Linked DNA regions of Triticum aestivum: region 1 is linked to region 2. A link is a contact called in public Hi-C data. All regions are on one chromosome and are shown on one strand. The core of a region is the stretch at or near the end of the contact, and the rest is flanking DNA. Distances in the headings are between cores, read along the strand shown. Region 1 holds the start of LOC123043977. Region 2 holds the start of LOC123043976 (SAC3 family protein B).

The links. Hi-C and Micro-C count contacts between places; a contact is called where the count stands out from the background.
Region 1: a Hi-C map of leaf shows a contact between it and region 2, with 4 times the contacts expected there. The contact joins the promoter of LOC123043977 here to the promoter of LOC123043976 in region 2. A contact is called at or near these places in 2 of 5 Hi-C or Micro-C datasets (both in leaf).

Annotation. Positions count from the first base shown.
Region 1 is chr2B:147,181,993-147,188,556 of IWGSC CS RefSeq v2.1, reverse strand. LOC123043977 reads right to left here and starts at 2,275. Exons shown (of 2, transcript XR_006419737.1): 1 at 1-2,275.
Region 2 is chr2B:146,922,572-146,929,142 of IWGSC CS RefSeq v2.1, reverse strand. LOC123043976 (SAC3 family protein B) reads left to right here and starts at 2,971. Exons shown (of 17, transcript XM_044466595.1): 1 at 2,971-3,473; 2 at 4,286-4,414; 3 at 5,394-5,588; 4 at 5,784-5,987; 5 at 6,483-6,571. The coding sequence starts at 3,088.

The sequences.
Region 1 (6,564 bases), core at 1,026-3,525, 260 kb before region 2:
TGGCTCCTTGGAACTCTTTGCAACAAAATTTCAGCAGAATTTCTCAACAATGGAAGGACAGAAGCCACAATCATTATTGAAATGAATACAGAGCAAATGGGATCTGCTATTAGCCATCCCTTGTACTTGATTAATAGAGTTGAGATCACAACACCAACGCTTCCCATTGTGTCAGCTAGGACATGTAAGAAGATACCTTCCATGTTATGGTCAATGTGACGCCGGCTTGCCGGCTTGGCATGGTTTCCGGTTTCTGGCGATTCCACCTCTCCATTACAAGACTGAGATTCTGCGCCATGAGAGTGCACATTTATCAGTGGAATCTCAAGAAGTCCTTGCTCGCTGCTGCTGCTGCTGCAATCTTGATGAGCCTGATCTACACCCTGCTGGTGATGTTCCATATGGCCATTGTGACCATGCTTGTGGCTACAACCATGGTTATGTTGATGATGATTCTCTGCATTGTTGCTATCATGTTGGTGATTCTGATGATGGCCCTTATTTGTGTCTCCATGATGACCAGAACATGTCTTCTCGTGATCAGCACTCTGATGAACATGATCATGATGGTGATGGTGATCTTCATGAACATGATCATGATGGTGATGGTGATCTTCATGAACATGATTATGTGAATGAGAATGAGAATGTGAATGTGAATGGGAGTGGGAGCAGCTACCGCCATGCGCATGATGGTGCTCCTCATGAAAGAAAACCAATCCAATGATATTTACAAAAAGTCCACCAACAGAAACTGCCAAAAGGCTACTTGTTGATATCTCCCGAGGCTCGAGTATCCTCTCAAACGACTCCAACACAATCAGGGCCCCAACAAGCACCAAGAACACTGCATTAACATACCCAGATAGCACCTCAAACCTGCCCCTTCCATAGTTATACAATCCATTTGCAGGCAGCCTCGCAATGTACGATGCATATAGCCCAATTGCCAGAGCAGCACAATCAAACAACATATGGCAAGCGTCAGAGAGCAGCCCAAGGCTATCGCTCATGAAACCGCTGGCGAACTCAACAAACATGTAAGCTGTGTTGATCAACAGAAAAGCAGCAATCTTCCTGGATTTGCGTTCACTAAGGATATGCCGGACTGGCCCCATGACAGCCTCATACACCGACTCGTCAGTGCTCCCAAGCTCAACATATCCTGAAGAAGTCAGCTCCCTGCTGGCGATCCACAAGACGAACCCACAAATTAAGAAGCCCGGCAACGACAGCTTTGGGTAGTACACCAGCTCCAGAACAATAGTGCACACAAAGGTCATTGCAAAATTCATGCTTGGTCTGCTGCTACTGCTACTGCTGTCGTAGGCTTGCCGTCGCCCCAAGGCCATGCCAAAGACAGCGGCATTAAGGAGCAGCCACCAGAGCTGGCCAATCGGGACACCATCGCTGGTGTCAGTGCCACCAAGAAAGAAGAGGCCCGCAAGTGCCGGCGCCGAGAGGAAGGTGGCGGCGAGGGCAAAAACGGCCGCACGGGCGTGGCGGCTGCGGGTGACATGTCGCGCAGATACAGAGTGCTCGACCGAGGAGAGGAGGCCGGAAGCAAAGGGGAGCACGAGAAGAAGCACGGAGTGGGAAGGTGATGCGGCCGCGAGCGAAACGGAGGCGGCAGCGACGGAGATCACGCGGCGGCGGGAGGGACGGTTGAGGGCGCGGGCGAGCAACGCGCCGGCGGAATCTGCGAGGACGATGAGACCGGGGTCGGTGATGAGGTGGAGGGAGGCGAGTCGGAGGAGAAGGGACGCCGCTAGCAGGAGGGCGGGACGGAAGAGGTGGCGGAGCGCCGGGAAGGGGTGGGGTTGGCTCTTGGAGGGGATGAGGAGGATGGCGACGGCGGAGATGATGGCGAGGACCGGCGGAAGCAGGAAGAGGTGGGGCAGGGAGGGGAGCGCTCGGGCGGCGGGCGCGAGAAGGAAGAGGGAGTGGAGCGCGAGGATGCGCAGGAGCGCGGCGGCGTAGGGAGAGGCGGCGCCGGCGGCGGGGAGGCGCGTCTTGGATGGGGTGGGGAGGGGCGTGGTGGGGAAGCGGAAGGAGGGGTGGGCGGCCAGCCGCGGCGGTACGGCCAGGCGGAGATGGGCAGCGTGTCGGCCAGAGCGGAAGGCGGCCATCGGCGGCGGATCGGGAAAAGCACGGTGAGGGGCGGCCATCGCCGGCGGATCGGATCGGGGAGAGTGTGGTCAGGGGCGGCGGTGGACTACCCGGTCTCCTGTCTTTTTTGACTTGCTCTCCTTTCAGATGGCCTCACAGGTCACAGCAACTCTACCCCAAAAAAACAGCCAATAGTTGTCATTTTAGGTCATCTCCAACGCCATACATTAAAATAACGGTGCTAAACATTTGATAACCTGGTTATGTCATCCAGCACCATGCATCAAATTTTCATGGACCAATCCGCACTTCGTATGTCAAACAAGAAACAAAATTGAGGGAGATTTCGGGGTGCCCCTCCCCCCTCTGGAGCTCCATATCCGCACCCACCAAGATCGACGTCGCCTCTACACCGTTCAAATATAGATGGGGTTTAGGCCCGTAAAACAATTTCAGAAAAAATCTCTAAAACTCTATGTGGGTGACATGAATAGGTGATGAGAAGTTTAGTATCATCTCGAGAACGGGTGAAGATTTGCACCTTCGTAAAAAGGTTCTCTTCCACGTGTTGTTGGAGCATGAGAAGAGTGGTTCCCGCGCGGTCCTCCTCCGTCGCCTGCCTCGCCTGAGCGCGCGTCGTGTTTCGTGATTGAGTCGAGTTGAATTAATTACGAGTCATTAAACGATGCGCTACGAATCCTAGACGCGTGGATCGTGGGTTGTTGTCGACTCAGGCGTGGGTCTAGCCCACGCCTACGTACCACGATCGCCTATATATTGAAGGCCTCCGGAACCCCGTTCTTCGCGGTCTTGCATCAGGAGAAGGGTGATTAGATCTTCCAAAATGATAAGTGCCACACGTATGGCACGAAATAACATCGCCTTGACTTTTACAATTAAAATTGTCATAGAAAACAAGAAAACTGAAACTTGACATGCTTTACAACTAAAGTTGCCATCCTCATGTAACTAAAATTGCCATAAAAACGCCAGAGAGAAATTGCTTTGTGCCACACGTGTAGCATGAAGAAAATATGCCCTAGAGGCAATAATAAAGTTGTTATTTATATTTCCTTATATCATGATAAATGTTTGTTATTCATGCTAGAATTGTACTAACCGGAAACTTAGTATGTGTGATTACATAGACAAATAGAATGTCCCTAGTGTGCCTCTACCTGACTAGCTCGTTAATCAAAGATGGTTAAGTTTCCTAGCCATAGACATGTGTTGTCATCTGATGAACGGGATCACATCATTAGAGAATGACGTGATGGACTAGACCCATCCGTTAGCTTAGCACTATGATCGTTTAGTTTATTACTATTGCTTTATTCATGACTTATACATGTTCCTATGTGTCGTGGTGGGCGCATGACAGATGCCAAGGGATGGCTAAAGAGAGGAGGAGGCTCGAGGGCACTGGTGGGCTTCGGAGGCGAGGTTGATATGCGTGGGCGCGGGACGCCGGACATACCCAGGTTCGGGGCTCTCCGGAGAGATAACACCCCTAGTCCTGCCGAGTTTAGTTGGATGGCTGATAGTAGAATGTCGCTCCTGGAGCTGTTTGGAGGAGGAAGGAGGCCGGCCAAGGCTCCGGCTGCTCCTTCTCCTTGGTGTTGCTATGTAGTGGCTAGTCCTATCTTGCTCGTTCTATCTTGTGTTCATGCAGTGCTCATTCTCGCAATCTCTCTGCTTCTTGTGCCCTCGGAGAGATCACACACCTTTGTAGGCGTGGACTCTTGGGGGGTTTTATAGATCAACCCACCCAGGGTTACAATGGTAATATGCCAAGTCGGTGGGTCCGTATTGTCGGTGTCCGGGGTACCGGGCTGGGTCCCGCTTGGGGGCTTGTGGTTCGCCGAGTTCCCATAGGTGCGGGCCCCGCGTGCCTAGGGGGACTGTGCGTCGTCTTGTCGATCGTCATGGCGTGGCCCGAGTCAAGCCGCGCACAGTGTTCTCCGTCAGGCCGCCGCTTACTGCCGTCAGTGGTGAGGGCGGGAACACTGTTGCCGTGGCAGCCCTGGTCAGCGGGTAGGTAAGGGGCACTGTTGCCACGCCCTGGCTGACCACGGGCATGGGCGGGGGCACTGTAGTCTTGGTCATCAGTGATTGAAGTCTCGTCCCATCATACGGCCTGGATGGGACGGGAGCTGACCCATGGCTGGGTTGCCGTGGACGCCGCGGGTGGCTTGGCTTGCTAGGGAAGCCAAGGTTGCGCCGGGTTGAGTTGCCTTGCGCCAGCCGCTGCTGCCGGGTCGACGTACTTTGCCGAGTCGAGGGTCTTGGCCGGGTTGCGCGTCTTGCCGGGTCAAGCGACCCGGCCTGGCGCACGCCGGTTTGCGGGGTGATGCGGGCCCCGCTATTTTTGAAATAGATCTGGGTTCCGTTGCCTGCGTGGGGTTCATCCCCCCGACAGTAGTCCCCGAAGCTGTGAAGGTTCGCCGTCTTTAGATGAGTGGGCCTTCGCAGCTTCCCCCTTGAGCAAGGCGAAATCTGCGAACGCCGGGTCCGGCAACACCCACTGTGTGCCGGTTTTTTCGGAAACCGGATCGCGGCATCCCGGCCGTGGCGGGAACCGAGGAGTCCGCCGAATCTTGAGGCGATCCCTCGGGCTTCGCGCTGGCGCCACATGGTGCCCGGAAGCCGGAGGGGCCTGACAGGCCACGCGCGTGACAGGACTGGGCGACAAGCTGGGGGCCCGCCGCCGCGCGCCCTTGGCCACGCGTGCGGATTTATTGCGGCGTCTGGGGGCCAGTTGCACTTCCCCACGCAGTTAGTGCGTGTGTACGTGCGCACTTATTGCGGGGTAGTGGAACGGGCACGTGCAGACGATCCCACTTCCCCACGTTCGAACTGGGGCTTATAAATTGAGGAGGGCAAGGGGGCGGCAGGCATTATTCTCGCTCGCGCCCTCCTGTCCCCCTGCTCTCGCTCTGCTCCTTGCCACTGATGCACAGCTGCGCCCGCAGCCCCGAGCAGAGCTCTTCTCCGTCATTCTTCTTCCTTCCGCTTCCATCCATGGCACTACCGTCGGGCTCTTGGATGGGCTCCAACATCACCAACGACGACATCACGCAGCTTCGAGCTTCGCGACGCCTGCCGCGGGAGACGGACGTTGGTGTCCGCCTGTCGCGCAGCGAGCAGAGGCCCCAACCCGAGGGGAAGGAGCGCATCGTCTTCCTTACTCACTTCGAGCGCGGGCTCGGGCTGCCGGCGAGCACCTTCTTCCGTGCCTTCCTGGAGTTCTTCGGATCTCGGTGCCGGCGCCATCGTCCAACTCTCCGGCTTCGTGACCCTGTGCGAGGGGTACCTGGGGGTCGAGCCGAGGATCGACCTCTGGGCGCGCTTCTTCTCCTTGAAGCAGCAGGGCCCGTCGGCCGGGGAGTTTGCCAACTGCGGCGCCGCCGTCATCTCCAAGCGGTCGGGGGCAGATTTCCCCAAGATTTCGCTCGAAGATTCTGCCAAGAAGTGGCAGAATTCCTTCTTCTACGTCCGCAATCTTGGCGCGGACCACATCAATCTTCCCCCTTTCGCCATCGCACCGCCGCGGGCGAAGACAAACTGGGGCTACTCGCCCCGGCGCCCGTCGCAGGAGATCGTCAACCTATGCGAGCGGGTGACGATGATGAGGACGCAGGAGGGGCTCACCGGCACGGACCTTCTCGCCGCGTTCACCACCCGTCGGGTCCTCCTGCTTCAGAGGCGCTCCTGCCTCATCGGCGAGATGATCGCCTGCAGGACCCCAACTGAATGGGGTTGACGCGGTTGTCTGGGGAGCAGGCCACGCGCGCCGTCAACGCTGTCTCCAGGGCCAATCTTGGAGAGGATTGGCGATTTGGCAAGGCACCGTATAGCCAGGCGAACCCGGCGCCGCAGGTGAGCATCTGGTCTCCTTACTTTGCCGCCGCGCATCTTCTTGTTTGTCCCGACGCGTCATGGGAGGTTCTTCTGAATGCGAGCCGGCATCCTTACGCCCGGGCTCCGTTGTAGGTGGCGCTGGTGGCACCAGGGGAACCTGCGGCCCAATGCGGTGAGGAGGTGGCCGAGTTCGACACCGGCGCTGCGCGCCGAGCCGGTAAGCTTCGAGTCTTTCTCTTCTTCATTTTGTCTTGAATTGTTGTCCGTGTCGCGGTGAAGGCGATGCTGACGCCGGTTGCTTGGTGTAGCGGCATTGGGCGGGGGAGGCGGCGACGCGGGCGGAGCCAGGTCCTCGGCGCCGCCCGCATGGCAAGGACAGCGTCGCGCCGCGACTCCGCGGATCGAAGCGCGCGGCGGACCCGGCCGAGCCTGGAAGGCCGGCCAATAAGAAGCGTGCGAAGCCGGCCCCAGTCCCAGTCTTGACGGGGTAAGTTTTGTTCGCCGCTTGCGCTTGGATTTCTTGTCTCTTTTGCTTATTTTGCCTTCTTCTTCAGGTCGCCGATCGCGCTGGCGAGGGCGGTGGCGGAGGCCGCG
Region 2 (6,571 bases), core at 1,722-4,221:
CTTGAGCCAGTCAACCCGTGACCGCTGATGGTAGAAAATCTCCTCCTGCTCAAAGACCTCCCGCAGCTTCTCTTCAATCTCTTTGATCTCATGCGAGTACCCAGTGATCCTCGCACGGGTCTTTGCATCGGTAAGCTGCGCCTTAAGACCCTTAATTTGCTTCCTGATTGAACCGAAAACCTCCCTTGCCCATAATTGCATGCTGCCAGCCGTCCGTGCTAGCCTCTGACATATAGCAGCTATATCCTTCTCCCCACTGCCCGCGCCCATCCATGCAGCCTCCACCATATTATCATACTGATCATGACGCGTCCACGCTTCCTCGAAACGGAAAGGTCTCGGGCCACGAGCATGCTCGTTTGGAGCTGTCTCCAAGGCACGCACTAAGATAGCCTGATGATCCGACTCCTCCGTCATCAGGTGCTCAACCAGAGTCTCCAGAAAAATAGACAAGAAATCTTCATTACACACGGCCCTATCCAACCTGACCTGAATATTGTCATCGCCTTCCCTCTTATTATCCCAGGTATACTGGTAACCAGAGAAGCCCAGGTCGGCCAAACCACAATCTGCCAAACAGTCCCGAAAGTCTTCCATCTGTGTAAAACTCCTCGGATTCCCCCCGGACTGATCAGCATGGAACAAAGCTTCATTGAAGTCACCAACACATATCCAAGGCAAGTTGTCTTGAGCTCGTAAGTATCTGATCGCATCCCAGGATTTCTTCCTTAGCTCCGTCCGCGGCTCCCCGTAGAATCCAGTGACCCTAAGGGATTTGCCATCAAACACCACCTCCGCATCAATGAAATATTGGCAAAACGGTCGGACTGAAACATGTACATGCTCCCTCCACCAGAGTGCTAATCCGCCACTCAGTCCACAACAATCCACAGCCACACCGCACCTGAACCCTAAACTCCACATCAGCTTCTCCATACCCCTAGTCTTCTTCTTTGTCTCCGATAAAAAAACCACCACTGGGTTGTGGGACCGTACCAGGTCGCGCAGCTCGCCTACTGTCGAGTCCAACCCTAGTCCTCGACAGTTCCAGGCCAAGATATTCATTGGTGCCGGCGGCCCTGGATACCAGGGTCCGCCGATGATGATCCATCCTTGCCGGAGATGCGCTCAAACACCGATGACATTTTCTGTCTCATTTCGCGAATGAAGGCATCCTGCTCTCCCTTTGCCACCTAAACTTGTTTCGTTCTCCGCTTCCTGCTGTCACCAAAGAACCTATCATGCTGTTCGTAGCTTGACCTTCTATCCAAGTCATCTCTGAATTTCCTTCTGTAAGTGCCTCTCCGCCTCCCATGCGATTCCATCCTATCTCCACCACCACTCCAAGCACCTCTCTCCAAACCCCCCTCGAGTCTACCATCATGTTCTTTCTTCTTTCCTCTGCTCCTGCTACCCACAACTGAGCTCCGTTCCTCCCCCAAGCCACTTCTATGTTTCTGCTCCATCAGCTTGTGTCGCATATCCGTCTCACGCCACTGCTCAAGGCTATCGCGGAGGTCCCTCTTTTGTTCAGCACCGAGTCTTGATCGCGATTTGCCTGGGCTGTTAACCTCAACATCAACATGAACGTGACTCTCGCTAGTGCGAGCGTCACCCGATCCCGATAACTCAACATTTAAATTCCTCCTTGTGGGTAGATCGCGCACCCTCGGGTTTGAAGCCCGAGACCTCGCAGCATCACCAGTGTGATTGCCACTGCGACTGCTTTGGCTTCCCGACCCCCCACCAGCGGTTCCATCACCTCCCGCCGCATTCCTTCCCGGAGAAGCCCTTAACCAGCTGCCCCACTGATCTGCCGACTCAATTGGAGGATCACAGCGGTCCTCATTGTGCACCAAGCGCCCACAGTCGAAAAAAATGGGGGATTTTCTCATAGTAGAAGTCAAACCAGGTCTTTTCCTTGTCCTCCTTCGACCTCTTGAGATAGAAGCCACGAACCAAAGGATCAAAAACAGAGATAGTGGCCCTCACTCTCAGAGAAAGCCTCCTCTGGCAAAACCCTCTCTGTCAACATCGACCTTAACTATGTCGCCCAGCCAGTTCCCAAGCGCCTTGCCAAAAGCCTCCGTCCTCCTGTCCGGGGGCAAGTCAAGCACCCGCACCTAGACATCAATCCTGTCAAAGACCATCTCCGACGTTCTGATACTCCCCTCATAATCCTTCATAATCAGAACACTGAAATCGAATTGCCAAGGACCATTGTTAAGCACATGTTTCCAATCACCTTCACTTCCGAACTGCACCATGATGATATTGGGACCAATCTCGCTAAACTTCGCTTCCCTGTGCAGGCCCCAAGCTCTAGGCATCGTCTTCTCTACCGCAGACATCTTCATAGGCCTTACAGAACATACCTTGCCCACCGCCATCCATCTGCATCGCTTCTGAAAACCAGGATTTGGATCATCAAACACAAAGCCTTGAACCTCCTTGTCCATCAGCACCATGCCGCCGAGCCTCTCCGACAGGCTCGCCGCCGGGTCCGGGGTCTTATTCCCCCCAGGGGACTTGACAGAAGATCCCTCCTTCCGGACCAACGGCGTCGCCGCCGCCACGGGCGCTGCAGAAGACGATGCCCGCGGAGACGCACCCGAAACACGCTCTATCGCCTCCGCCATCAGCTCCGCTCGATCGCAGGAGAGCACAGTCGCCACCGGCCGGAGAACAGGGAGACGCAGTTGCCCCCCAAAAGACCGCCGGATCCCAACCACCCCCATAGACGAAACCCTAACCCTAGCGCAGCAACCGATCGCCTCGCGATCGCCGCTGCCGCCTTAGCGTTTCGAACGTGGTGGACCCTTCCCCAACTTCCCCAACCCTTTTATCCTTAGCTGAATACACGATTCCGCAGGTACCTCTCTACAATTGATTCCACCTCCGGCCGACGGCCCGGCCCCACCTGTCAGTACCCCCTTTGCCCGCCGGGCCGCTTAACCCAAAAGCTTCGACCCGGCGGCTCCCTCCCCTCCCCACCTCCGATCTCTCTCCAATTCAAACCCCACTCCTCCTCCCTCCACGCGCGCCGGCGACGAGCACCCGCCGCCGGCTAGGGTTCCGCGCCCCGCGATGGAGGCATCCGGCTTCGGCCGCGACGCGGGGCCCCTCAACCGCGGGCCGGGCTCCGCGCCCCTCGCCTTCGGCGCCGGCGCGGCCACCGCCCCTTCTCCCGCGGCGCAGCCCGCCCCCGTGCAGTTCCCCTCGGCTAGCCCGGCCGTCCCCTTCGTGCCCCCCTCCTCGCGCTTCCCGAGCGCTCGCCCCCAGCTCTCCGCAGCGGCCCCCATCTCTCGCCCTACTTCTCCCATCCCCATACCGGCACCCTCCGCGCGCCCGGCCGCAGCTGCTCCCGGCGCCTCTGGTCCCGTGAGGTTTCCGAGCCCTCTTCGTGCCGTCGACCCAGGCGCGGCCGCCGCCACTGCTCGCCACACCGCGCGCCATCTTCAGCCCCAGCCGAGGTGAGTGCTCCCCACCCCCAAAGTAGAATCTGTGTTGTTTGATACCCCCAAGTGGTATCTGTGTTGTTTGAGCTTGCTGTCGAGCTGGCTAGCTAGTGTCGGTTAGGTTTCTGTTCTTGCTGTTGCATCCAAGTAGCTGTAACTGTAAGTACAGGCGTGTAGTAGCTTCAGAATCTGAAGCATAGTGTAGTTAGCGTTGTGCAGATATATTCCGCTCGCGGTAGTTTCGCATATTCGGTGATTGCATAGAGTTTCCCCATTGGAGATGGCTAAATGCGCATATGAGTTTTTATTTGGTCGGATGCCTGCAACATTTGAGTATTAGCGCGTCATAGCAGCTCTAGTGATCTAGTTTCTACAATAGGGATTGTCCTAAGTTGATTGTTAGAGATCGTGGCATGGCACGAGGCAACCATGTAGCCAATTCACAAGACTTGGCATGGCACGAAGCAACCATGTACTGCCTCTGTATCAAAATATAAGACGTTTTTTGGTTTTGCATAGGGCATAAAAAACGTCTTATATTTTGTTACGGAGGGAGTTGCCAATTCACAAGACTTAGGCACACTGGTGACTGTGTAACAAGTGAATGATATTTGAGCAGGGTATAGCACATAAAAAGGAACATCTAAAATTGCATGTTGTTCAAGCCAACTCAAAATATCTGATAAGGTGCCTTGCTGCTGGAATGGTAGACTAAGTTCTAACTTTTTTGGTGGTTAATCACCTAATCCTAGCCCATCTGGTTGCAGTTCCAAACCTGCGATACCCATGGTACATTATTGATGGATTGTTTTCGTGTTCACATTCAGAGTAGCTGCACCATCCATAGGCAGGCCCATGCATCCTGGTATTTCCTCAAGGAGCAGGTCCCCGCCGAATCTATCAAATCAGCGTGTGAATGTTCCTCCAGAAAATGATAATGGTATGGGGCAAAGAAGGTAAAACTACTTCATGTTGTATCCCTCGTCAAGCTATCTGAATTCATAATGGACATCCAATATATTCCAGTCAATATCTTTAAAATGTTTGTATACATGGCGTGCAGAAAATTTGTACATAAGGGCTTGATACGTAGATATAGGTCACTTAGCGACTGTTCTCCTTTAAGTCGTCCAAATGTTGTAGGTGGGACAATCCGTGTCAGTACAATGCAATCTTCTTCTGAAAGTTGCGCAATGAGCCACTGAGCCAAATATTCATCACTCTCTGCTGAACTCTAGGGTATGTTTGGATGGTGGACAAAGCTCACCTTGCCAATTTTCAGGTTATGACCAAAATTTTGGTCTTTGCTTGGATGGTTGCCAGTACTTCTGAAATGCCAACTTCTCTTTTGCCCACTCTAGTTCATTTTTCTTGCCAATGTTAGCAAACTCATGGGTAAGCAAAAGCTTGACCAAACTTTGGCTAGCCAAATACTCCTCCGTTCCCTAATATAAGACCTTTTAGCTATTTCAAAATATTGAATACATACATACTAAAATGAGTGTACATACATACTAAAATGTGTCTAGATACATACGACTCAAGAAAAAGCTAAAAGGTCTTATATTAGGGAACAGATGTAGTATTTGGCAGGGCAGCCTTGGGCTAAAACCAAAGGTACCAATGCTGTTGTTTATACGTTATTTTGCCAGAAGGCCATGGTCAGAGAACAATACATCAATCACTGTCAGTTCTTAAATGAAAAATGGTGCATATCATTATACTAGGATACACTACATTTTGTGTAGTTGATCTTAGCTGACATGCTTGACATGTCTTTGTATGGACCACCCTACATGGATTATGGTTGCGTAGGTCTGGAGAGGATTTTTCTGTTGGGTGTGAGTTCAGATGTGTTTTCCCTGGAGCTTGCAACTATAACCTTGTGGGTACAGCTATCAGGGTTTTTAAATCTAATGTCTCTTCCATCAATAGGTTGGTAAACTATGCAGACCCGTTGTTTGAAAATGAAAGTGCGCAATCTTCAGTGCAAATGAGAATGCAACCTCCAGAGACCGGAAAGACAGCAAGATCACCACCATTAGACATGAGCAGACAGTTTAGACCATCATCAAGCCTTCCAAAATTTCCTCCTACGCAGCGTGCTGAGCCTCATGATCATGTGCAAATGTGAGTTATTCGATAGAAATTGTCAACTAGTAATTGTTTACTCTAATTGTATTTTAAGTTTTATTAGTGTCTCACTGCAAATTATCTCATAAAAGAGTGTAGTACCGGTTACTTAGCTACTAATTAGTATTTCAGTACTAAATGTCACTGGTTGTGCTGTGCTGCTTATCTCCCTGTTTTTACTTGATATTTCAGGCCTAATCTATCACCTTCCAAGATTGGAATCCAGAACCAGTCTCCTTTTCATGATGCACGTGCTACATTCTCTCCTCTTCTGAATAGCAATTTAGTTCCTGGTAATGGGAGGCCCCGTCCTGCCTCAGGGACTAGTACATCTTCTTCATCAGTGCTTGGTGGTGCGGCTCAACAAGAGATGAACGATCATATGCGAGAACAAAGGTGCTGTCGGCTAGACTGTCATAAACTGCCACATAGTTGATCGGAGCACCATTCTATTTTTGATTTTTTTGTGTTCATCAGTAGTATGCAGCCTGTATAGTCTTTATTTAAATAGTCTTTGGTGATACTAATTTGAGTCGAGAAAAGGAAAAACTTTTAGATAAAAAAATATTTATTGTGATTGTCTTGCGAGCTGTTCAAGTTTTTTTACTAGAAATATACTCAACCTTGTGATGCTGGTAGGTTTGCATGGAGTAACCCCTCTCCCCCTGCTGGGACATTCTTCCTATTCAAAAGAACTTTAGCAATGGATATAACGAACTTCCGCGCTGTAACGTAATACTGCAAATTGAACGTAAATTTGCTTCTGTGATCACATTTATTACCTGGATCACTGTAAAATCATTGGTTAATGCCATCTCTTGTGCTTGTGCTCCTGTTGGTACTTATGCGTTTATGGCTCTGTAATATTTCCTTCCTTTTATCCTTCTGTAGATTCTCAGCTCCACTTCAAAGTCGAACAATGGATCATAGCATTTCAAAAAGGTCTAGGTCACCTACTTTATCCTATCAGGATGTTGATG